Linked DNA regions of Sus scrofa: region 1 is linked to region 2. Evidence: chromatin contacts called from public HiChIP or PLAC-seq data. All regions are on one chromosome and are shown on one strand. The core of a region is the stretch at or near the end of the contact, and the rest is flanking DNA. Distances in the headings are between cores, read along the strand shown. Region 1 overlaps TULP4 (tubby-related protein 4). Region 2 overlaps TULP4 (tubby-related protein 4).

The links. HiChIP or PLAC-seq counts read pairs in DNA pulled down with a chosen protein or histone mark.
Region 1: an H3K27ac HiChIP or PLAC-seq map of skeletal muscle shows a contact between it and region 2. The contact joins two enhancer-like sites. A contact is called at or near these places in 1 of 47 Hi-C or Micro-C datasets (skeletal muscle) and 1 of 2 datasets of contacts at active chromatin or transcription factors (skeletal muscle).

The regions. Positions count from the first base shown.
Region 1 is chr1:8,846,327-8,851,926 of Sscrofa11.1, reverse strand. All of the region lies in intron 1 of TULP4 (tubby-related protein 4), which reads left to right. Among named protein-coding and RNA genes, the nearest start is that of TULP4, 42 kb to the left of the region's middle. Within about 2 kb of position 1,361, at least 10 of the 83 cell types and tissues checked have an H3K27ac peak or open chromatin away from gene starts, as enhancers often do. A contact at or near this core is called in skeletal muscle, where this site is marked.
Region 2 is chr1:8,647,259-8,652,463 of Sscrofa11.1, reverse strand. TULP4 (tubby-related protein 4) reads left to right here. Exons shown (of 17, transcript XM_021086385.1): 17 at 1-1,653. Among named protein-coding and RNA genes, the nearest start is that of TMEM181, 7.5 kb to the right of the region's middle. Within about 2 kb of position 3,788, at least 2 of the 83 cell types and tissues checked have an H3K27ac peak or open chromatin away from gene starts, as enhancers often do. A contact at or near this core is called in skeletal muscle, where this site is marked.

The sequences.
Region 1 (5,600 bases), core at 112-2,611, 200 kb before region 2:
ACGGTTTTTAATGATGTAGAATAATTAATACTTGTTTAGAATATAAGTCTTGTATGTATTTTCTGCCATCTAGTTGAAACTTAAAAGATACTGTTAAATTTACACATAAACTACATTAGTATTTTTCCATGACTTAGCTCAGGTATGATGGAAAGATGTGTTCTTTGCCTTTCTGTTGTAATCTAAATGTCATGGGAAGATAAATATATAGAGTTTGGTACCATATGTTTAGAAAATACTTCCCGGCCCAAGTATATGCTGTTCTTTATGTATCTGTGAGGGAAGTCTTTAATACATGGCTTCAACTACGCAAAGATGGATTTTAAATGACTTAGTGGTTAACTTCAGATCATTATGTCGAAAAAGAAGAGAAAGGAAGACTGTCCCTCTCCCAGCCCAGTGACCGGACACTCGCATAGCTGGGACGGCCTCCTTGGCCTGGCTCCTTCCCCTGGGCCTCCCGTGGTTGGGGCTCCCTGAGTTCTGAGACACACAGCGAGCGGACCTCCTCATTCTCTTCCGGGAAGCTCTCAGATGCAGCAGGCAGCTGTGAACTGGGCTTGGAATTTAGCATGCGAACCTCTTAGAAAGTCATTCCGCTGAACACAGGGCTGTTATTTCAGAACAGTGTCGTGAATTAGGTGGTGCTTCGTTATGGCCAGGCTGAGTGAGGCATGAACCGTACGGGTGGACAGGAAATGCATCACAGTAGGTGCAGAGCTTTGGCTTTCTCAGTAACTGGGGCTGGAAACTGACAATCCGGCAAGTGAGAAAATGGCATATTTTAAAAATATATTCTCTTCATTTCCTTTTATTGAGCAACTTGAATGTTTGTTGTTGCGAGGTAGGCCTTGGTGTGAATTTTAATTAGAACTGCGGTACAACATTAATCTTGTGTTAGCAAGCCCAAGGTAAAATGCATGCATTTTAAAAAGGAACATATATTATAAAATGAAGAATTGAAGCCATGCCAGTACTTGAACTATGCTTTTATGTCATTGTATCTTTTTTTTGGTATTACTTTTTTATTTTTAATACTTTCTACTAGTCATTTATTACCTTATCCTCCCAGCTTATTTAAAATCACCTTTGTTCATTTTTCTTCACCAGGAACCCATTTTCTTAGCTTTTTGGAATAAGTGGCTATTTGAATGTAGACTTTATTTTTATTGTGAAGGTTAGTTTCTTAGTGAAGTTCTTCAGTGAAATTAAAAACTGCTTCACACCAAAGGAGAAAACTCTGGTCAGGAGAGGCCCTGCAGGATTTGCTTTCCTGCTTAAATGCTTGCCTCAGTGTCTCTATAGCTACGAAGACTGTTGGCACAGTCCCTGCTGGCTGCGGGGACAGGGCTGAAAGCCCAGCTGTCCTTAGGAAGGTGGCCATAGTTGGATTAATTGAAGACACGGTTTGGTGTTTGAGGCCCTGAGCTATCATTGGGTTTGCAGGAGACAGTCTTACATTCTAATGGTGCTGGAAAGGTGCCTTCTTAGCATGCAGTACACGTTAACCCTTTAGGTTGGGAGAGGGAAACGCTGTCATTTGTCATCTAAATCAGAAAGTCAAGAGTGTGTTTTACTCACAGTTTGTCCACTGCTTAGCACCGAGGCTGGGATGTAAGGCACTCAAGTGGTCGACTGGAAAAAAATGCACAACCTAAAAGTAGAGAATTGTGTTTTATTTGGCTGATTTTCTGGGGTCCCTTAAGCTGGGAAGACAGCCTCTCAGATGGCTCTGAGGGACTCTTCCGAAGAATAAGGGAGGAGCCAGAATGTTCAGGGGTTTGTGCAACAAAAACCTGGTAGTTGGAACATCAAAAGATTACTGTTAATTAAAACCAGACATCTCAAGTTAATGAATTCAGAGCTTTTCTGTATATGGGAAGATGCAAGAGTCTGGGCTCACTGAAATAATTTCTTAAAAAGATTTTTTTATTATAATAAAAATATTTTTTAAAAAAGAATTTTTTAAAAGACTCTTGCATCTTCCCATATACAGAAAAACTCTAAACTCATTAACACGTCTTTTCAAAACAAATTTTTTTTGAATTGTTTTGGGCTGCGCCTAAGGGATATGGAAGTTCCCAGGCTAAGGGTTGAATTGGAGCCGTAGCTGCTGGCCACAGCCACAACCTTGTGAGATCCGAGCTGCGTCCGCGACCTACACCACAGCTCATGACAATGACGGATCCACTGAGCAAGGCCAGGGATCGAACCTGTGTCCTCATAGATACTAGTCAGATTTGTTTCCACTGAGCCATGAAGAGAACTCCATTCAAAACAATTTTTTTTTCTGCGTTACTTTTTTAAATTTTTAAATTTTTTTTATTATAGTTGTTTTATAATTGTTCTGTTAATTTCTGCTGTACAGCAAAGTGACCCAGTTATACACATATATACATTTTTTTCACGTTATCTTCCATCATGTTCCATCACAAGTGATTAGATGTAGTTCCCTGTGCTGTTCAGCAGAATCTCATTGCTTATCCACTCCAAATGCTTGCATCTACTAACCCCAAATTCCCAGTCCATCCCACTCCCTCCCCTTCCCAGTTGGCAGTCACAACCTCTTGGAAACACAAGTCCATATATTTTTTTTTTTTTTTTTGTCTTTTTGCCTTTTCTAGGGCCACTCCTGCAGCATATGGAGGTTCTCAGGCTCAGGGGCTAATCGGAGCTGTAGCCACCAGCCTATGCCAGAGCCACAGCAACTTGAGATCTAAGCCGCGTCTGCAACGTACACCACGGCTGACGGCAACGCCAAATCCTTAACCCACTGAGCAAGGCCAGGGATCAAACCCACAACCTCATGGTTCCTAGTCGGATTCGTTAACCATTGAGCCACGACGGGAACTCCCAAGTCCATATGTTTTAATACAGACCTGAAACAAGTCTGCGTTTCATACAGACTTGAAACAACACAAGTCTGTTTTCCAAGTCCACGAGTTTGTTTCTTTTCTGTAGATAGATTTGTTTGTGCTGTATTTTAGATTCTAGATATAAGCGATATCATCATATTTCACTTAGTGTGAGAGTCTCTAGTTCTACCCATGTTGCTGCAAATGGCGTTATTGTTCTTTTTTATGCCTGAGTAGTATTCCATTGTGTATATGTACGACATCTTCTTAATTCGTTCATCTGTCATTGGACATTTAGGTTGTTTCTATGTTTTGGCTATTGTGAACAGTAGTGCAGTGAAAATAGGGGTGTGTGTATCTTTTTCAATGAAAGTTTGTCTGGATATATGCCCAAGAGTGTGATTGCTGGATCATATGGTAATTCTGTATTTAGTTTTCTGAGGTACCTCCATACTGTTCTCCACAGTGGTTGTACCAATTTACATTCCACCAACAGTGAAGGAGGGTTTCTTTTTCTCCACACCCTCTCCAGCATTTGTTATTTGTAGACTTACTAATGATGGCCATTCTGACTGGTTTGAAGTGGTACCTCAGTGTAGTTTTGATAAATCAAATCTTCATTGAGGTACCATCTCTCTCTCTCTTTTGTTTTTTTTTAGCTGTGCCCTCAGCATACAGAAGTTCCTAGGCCAGGAGTTGAACTTGAGCCATAGCAGTGACATTGCTGAGTCCTTAACCGCCACTAGAATCCTGAAGTCATTTTTTTTTTTTTTTTTTTTGGATATGCACCTTAGCTATCAGGGCCAGTATCCATCCTGAGTTCCCTCAGGGCTTATTTGCAGCGGTGGCGGGGTGGCTGCTGGTTGTGTGTAGTAGCTGCTGGCCTGAGCCCCATGATATCCTTTGTTTGCTGATATGACAGGCGATATGACAAGTATTTGTTTAGTTAACTGAGAGAGGGACAGATGTATGAATAAAAAAATGAATTTAGTTGATTTTTATTTTAAAAATATTTTATTTAAAAAGAAATGGCAGAGGAGTTCCCGTCGAATGCAGTGGTTAACTAATCCAACTAAGTAAGAACCATGAGGTTGTGGGTTCGATCCCTGGCCCCACTCAGTGGGTTAAGGATCCGGTGTTGCTGTGAGCTGTGGTGTAGGTTGCAGATGTGGCTCGGATCCCGTGTTGCTGTGGCTCTGGTGTAGGCTGGTAGCTACGGCTCCAATTCAACCCCTAGCCTGGGAACCTCCATATGCCTTGGGAGCAGCCCTAGAAAAGGGAAAAAGACAAAAAAAAAAAAAAAAAAAAAGGGAAGCGTGGGTCATTACCCTTTTTCCTTTTACCCAGTGTCTTCTCTCTTATTTGAGGTAATGCTATTTTCTGGGAAGAAGGGTTCTTCCACTTATCAGAGAGAAGCATAGTGGAGGTTGAAATTCTGCACTTCATTTTCTCTCTCTCTCTTTTTTTTTTTTTGGTCTTTTTTGCTATTTCTTGGGCCACTCCCATGGCATATGGAGGTTCCCAGGCTAGGGGTTGAATCCAAGCTATAGCCACCGGCCTGCGCCAGAGCCACAGCAACGCAGGATCCGAGCCTCATCTGCAACCTACACCACAGCTCACGGCAACGCCAGATCCTTAACCCACTGAGCAAGGCCAGGGATCAAACCCGCAACCTCGTTGTTCCCAGTCGGATTTGTCAACCACTGAGCCACGACGGGAACTCCTGTTTTCTCATGTTTTATTTGTACACCTTTTCAGCAGTGCTGTGAATTAAGTGACTTCTCGCTGACACTTTCCAGGTTAGTATTACTGAAACGATGCCTGTGGAAGCAGGGCTCTGGATCCCACAGGGACACAGACGCCTTCCTTGAAGGACCCCAGTTCACGTCAGCCTCTTCTCCCTATTGAACTCCCTCAGCCATGTCATGTGCAGAACATGGTATGACGTGAAAATCTACAGCCGTGTGGATGCTGAGATGTAGTTGGGTGACCGAGATGTAGTGGGGTGACCGAGATGTAGTGGGGTGACCGTGGGTCCTTACCCAGCTGCTTTGAGTTTTCTTTTTGCTGAATATGACGATCTCTCATGTATGGTTCTTGTTGCAATAAAAAGAAATTAAAAAAAACCTTGATGCATTATGCTTGGCTACACTCGGTAGTAACTGAATGAGAATAGTAAGCATTTCCAAGCTCGCCGTGATTGTCCACTATTCCCCAGTCTGTGTAACTAAATTCTTGTGTGGAGGAGCTCCTTGATGTAGGGTGACAAGGTTTGGCTTGTGCTCTGGATTCTTACGACTTCCCCGTAGCGTCACACAGCAGAGAATTCGTTTCCAGTAATAGAACATCCGCTTCATTTATCTCATTTCCTGTACGTGGGGTTTCCTACTTGAATTGATTTAACTTTGGATCCGAGTGCTTGAATTTTTTGCTAAGTTATATACACAGGTGATGGGATTATATTCCTCAGTTGTCCTCCTAAACTGGTGGAATTCCCAATAAAAATAAGCATTGTGTTCTTTTCTTCTGGAGTTCACACTGATCTCCTTATCGTTGTGAAGTAAACTGCCTCTTGTTTTCTGTCACAAGCCGGGTTTTGCTCTTCCCCTTCCCCGGGGGCCCAGGCCCCCTTGCCTGGGCTTGCGTGTCTCCTTCGCCTGCTGTGGCGTCTCCTGCTTTGCCCGTCACCTGGTTTCAGCTCTTGCTTACCTTGGGCATCATCTCTCAATTGACCTGGCACGGTGG
Region 2 (5,205 bases), core at 2,539-5,038:
AAAAGGAAAAAAAAAAATTTAATTTAGTTTAACCTCGTCAAACAAAAGGCACAGCTTTGAGAAAAACTGGTTACCAAGAAAGCAGGAAAATGTCAAAGCTCTGGTGGCAGAGTCAGTCTCAGGGTTTGCAGTATTTTTCATCCATGGCTGTTGCTTCCGTGTCCGGTGGCCCATGAGGGCATATGCGAAATTGCGTGATCAGAGTGGAAAGTCAGGTGCCCAGGATCAAGCGGCTCTGCCTCGGGCCTCCATTTGTCCATCTGTGAAGTGAAAGCGCGGCCTGGACGATCTTCTAAACTCCTGTCGTCCAGCTCAAACGGCCTGAGGGCCTGAAACGTAACAGTTCATCTTCCACTTCACAAACTCAGAAGGTAGGTTTCGACACATTGCCCTTTGTAGAAAAGTATTTTCCTATATTAACGAGCTACCTACTGAATGTAAACCAGTGCATTTAAAATAATATCCTAGGAAGGTTCACTCCTGGAAACAAATGCATTTGGCATCATGTTTGTTCTCATAAAATTATGCAAAAGCACCAATTCCAGGTAAGACGGAGGCGCCTCTGCATTGGTGTGCCCTGCTCGGTGGACACCCTTGAGAACAGCCTGAAAACAGGTCTCCGCTTGCCCTAAAGACCGTGGAGTGGGTTGAAAAGAGACAGGGGGTGTCTGCCTGGGCTGGCTTGGCTTGAGCTCCGGCGCGTGCTGTGCAGTGTTACACCATCTTCGTGTGTGGGTTTCTCGAGAAGGAACCCGTGGTGTCGGCACGTGGGCCTCTACCATTTGGCCAAGTCAGTGGTGGTGAACAAAGTCAGCTGAGACAAAATGTGTGCCAAATGTTGTCGGAGTCCCTGGGATTTTGAAACAGCTCACAACCCAAAGCTCTTCGCCATTGTTCTTTTCCTTATCTCTGGCTGATGAAACTCTGAAGGCTTGGGCTTTCATTTCTTTGGCTTTGTGCCGTTTTCTTGTAACTTCTACCTATGTTTTCTGTTTACAAGTTCTCTTAAAGGGGAGAGGGAGGGTTCTAAGATCTCGTTGTTTATTGTAGATGAAGTTTCTTTGGGGTTGTAGAAAAGCATGGGTTATGCGTTTGACTGAAAAAGGCACTGTGTTATTTACTAAAGGGGTATTGTTTTTGCATTTGTTTACAAATGCATTATTTTGGTACTGTAAATATGGACATAATTTCTGAGTTTATTACTCCTGGCATTTTTTCCCCTCTTTTCCTAACTAAGTGCGTGGTACACAAGTCCCAGGCCAAGCCAGACCACCAGCGTGTTCTTGTCCCTGCCTCAAGGGCAGGTAGCGCTCTGCTTCGTGTGTCCAAATCCCTCTCACGTGGATTTGTTTGTCTTTTAACTCAACATCCTGCTTTGTTTTACTTTCCAAGCAAAATCTGTTGAGATTCCTGATTTGCATATTCTAACGAGTTCACCCTTATTTGCTTCTCGTCTGTGTAGCTTGTGTATTAGAATGTGCAGGAGGTATTCTAGAAGGCTTAATGGTTTGCATTCAAAATGACGTTGTTTGTCCAAATTTTTTTCTGTCCTTATAATTGAGATGGATTAATCTTATCTTTTCTTGATGATTTGAAGTTGTAAGAGTTGTCCAGCTGTTGCTTAATAAAATTTTGCAGATTAGAAAAAAAAAATCAATCACTTGTGTGCAGAATTCAGATATGGTCCCGAGTCTTTGTGTGCAGAATTCAGATGTGGTCCTGAGTCCTTTGAGAAGAAATTGCCTCTCCTTTGGCCCAACCCACCCTCTAGTGGTTCTCCGATCCCTGGGTTTTGCCACCTGTTGCTCTTCATCTGGGGTCTTTATCATCAGTGCTCCTTCTGAGAGGTCAGATGTTGTGCTGATTTCTTATCTGTTGCTTTGAGTTTGTATGTGTTTGTTTTTTCCTAAGAGGACCTGATTCACGATGCTTCTGTCATAGCACCTACAAGATCTAAGGTGCTAAATGCCTTAATGCTATTCTTTGTTACCTTGTAGCAGACTTAATAAAACCACCGTTTGAGCAGTTGCACTGCACGTGCTAATATAGCTGTTAATAGTTAGTGTGTTACTAAGGAGTCTGCATGCACCTTCTTGCTCTGCCCTAGAATTCCCTCTGACCGTGAGAGGGAGGCAGGGGCTAGGACTCATCTGTGAACACTGGTTCCTGTGCACATTTACCAAACTACCTGTTTGGTTTCTTTTTTGGGGCGGGGGGGTTATGTGACATTTTTTAAATTTTTTATTGTATATAATGATTTTTATTTTTTTCCATTATAGCTGGTTTACAGTGTTCTGTCAGTTTTCCACTGTGCAGCATGGCGACCCAGTTACACTTACGTGTACACATTGGTTTCTTCAGAGATAAAGAAAATAGACGTGTCACTCAGGCTTTAGGAGACAGAGAACCAAAACACACTGTCAACTCTAACAAATGCTAATCATTAGTTAAGTTTTAGAAAAGTCATAGGACTATAAATCTGTGATTTAAATAGCAATAGTCATACAAACCTAACTGATCTGAATTTTGTATGAGTCAAAAAAGATCTCATTTTACTATGAAAGTTTGTGAATTTCAAGTTAATATTCCTTATATTTTCATCACTTAAACCAGGTAGTAAGGAGACCTGATCAAAAATAAGCCCCTTCCTTCCTCACCGCCCCCCCCCCGCAAAAAATCAAGGGACCTGTCTGTGCTGAGGGCCGAGATAGAAGTGGGCTCGCCGTCTCCGCCAGCCCAGCCCCACGGTCAGCCTCGGGGCCATTCAGTGTGAGATGGTGTCTTCAGAAGCAATTTGTTTTGAAAGTATGAAAACTTGGCAAATTCCTTTCCTTCTGCAGACTTATTTGAAGGGGATGCATTCTGCTTTTATTCTGGTGTTCAGTGTTCTCTTCCTGGTAGTGTTAAGAGAATAGGAAATCAATTTAGCTCTCATTCCCTGGCCCCCAAAGCTCACCACAGAAGAGAAAGGGCTGCCTCACGGGGTTTGCATCGCGTGTTTGGAGAATGCACGGCCAACTCTCCAGACTCCGTTATAAAGAGGATACCTTTTGCCTGCCTTCCCTTTCAGAAGAAAATTGAAGCTTCGAGAGGTTGAAATAATCCCCAGATTCCAGAGACAAAAAACCAATCCTGAAATAGAATCGAAGATTTCTGGGTCACCTTAATGACTAGACCTAGTTTATTCCCAGCTTCTCACTCGGGTGTTTCATAATGATTTGCCTGTAATGAGCTCTGAGCTACTTAGTCATCGCCCGTGAAGAGGGGCAGTGTAGGTGGGCATCCCCCACCCCCACCCGTGCCCGTCAGCAGGTGCAGTCATCCTCTCGATGGCAAGGGTGCCTCCCTGTTCCTGGGTTGTCAGAAGACTGAGCAGTTACTCACCCAGGCATCGCAGGGAGCAGTCTGTGTGAATGTGCTTCCCTGCACGTTTTATAAATAGACTGGGTCACTTCGTTGTACAGCAGAAATGATCACAACCTTGTGAATGAACTGTGCTGAAAAGAAGCTGCTTCATCTGCTGAAGAAAGTGAAACCGTGCGCATGGAGAACACACTCACTTCGTACGTCTGCCTAGGGTTCCTGTTAGAGTAGCAGCTTCAAGAAATAGAAGGTCCGCCAGCATAGAAGCAGGACCCCGCGGGAAGCTGAGACAGGCGTGGAAGCAGTCATTCCTCATCTCTCTTCCTGGGTCCCTGCCTTTGCCACCATGTCCCTCCACGGGGGGCGGGCTCTCCACGCTCTGGCTGATGTCAGAGCCGTTCCTGATGCTTCGCCAGTGGGAGCTTTCAGTGTACTTGAAGACTTGTTCCTTGCGACCTTGTTGAGTCAGACTCCATGGGAAATTACAAAACTGTAGCAGAGAGTGTATCGAGTTTGTCTTACGGAGAAAGAAACCCGAGGAATTTCTGGAACCTAGCCACGTTCAGGACAGCGGGCACAGGCTTTGCCATGTGACGTGTCTATTCCTTCCCTCAGGGTGGTAGTCAGAAGTTCCGAGAGCCTGTGTGTCCTGCAGTTCTTGCTCTGCCCCAGGCGCTCTCTGAGCACAGTGGTTGTGCAGCACGTTCACCGCAGATGCAGCAGTAGCTCCCACCTCCCCTCCCCCCGCAAACACGGGCAGAGCTTGGATGCTGAAGGCTGGCCGCACGGCAGTGTCTAGAATGCACCTCAGGTCGCCGTCTCTTCGTCAAGGCCGTTGTCTTAGTCGTTTCCACCACCCCAGCTACAGGTGCAGAGGGAACCTGGTGCCCACTTTTTGTGGCTGCTTCGAAGCAGAGGAAGGGCCAGTCCTGGCCCCATTCCCCACCATGCACAGGGGACCAAGGGTCACCAGTCTCCGTTTCCTTTGGCCTCCGGCTCATTCAGGCACTGTTGTGGCTTCTCCTTTCACGCGAGTTAACCCCCCAGGTTGTCACCCTGAAGGCCTTCCGTGACCAGCCTGTCAAACTCTTGCACTTGATCCAGTGGTGGGAAACTCTTGCACTTGAGCCAGTGGTGGGAAACTCTTGCACTTGAGCCAGTGGTGGGAAACTCTTGCACTTAATCCAGTGGTGGGAAACTCTTGCACTTGAGCCAGTGGTGGGAAACTCTTGCACTTGATCCAGTGGTGGGAAACTCTTGCACTTGATCCAGTGGTGGGTGCTCTCCCTGATGTTAAGAGGAGAAGCCCTTTAATCCTGAGTCCTGCGCTTCCCACGTCTGGTATCAGGGACCCGGGCTTTCCAGTGAGACGTCTTCTTTCCCTCCCTGGAAGGAGGCCAAGCGGCCCGGACACCCCAGTGCTGGAGCCACGGGCCTGTGGGGGCCCCTCTGAGAAGGAGGATTGTCCCTGCGGAATTCCTTTCTTTCTTGGCAGGAGCACTGAGTCCCGGTCACACGTTCCTCAGGTCCCTGCACTGGACCAGGAGGCTCTGAAGCCCTCAGGTAGGGTTTCTTAGCCCTGAAGTTTGACTCTTAAGTCACAAAAGAAAAACACCTCTCTGACGGAAAGGGATTGTCTCCACTCAGCCCATTAGAATAACCAGCGTCCAGCCGTGTGCAAGAAAGTTCCATCAACACCACAAGATTCGTTTGAGGACGCTGGACCCCACGCCCGTGCGGAAGGCAAGATGCAGTCCAAGCTGCGGAGCGCTGGGCTTCCAGAACTCTGGGGGTCTTGGCCTCCTCAGCCAGCGGAGTGGCCTCCCCTCCCCCTGGCCTCCG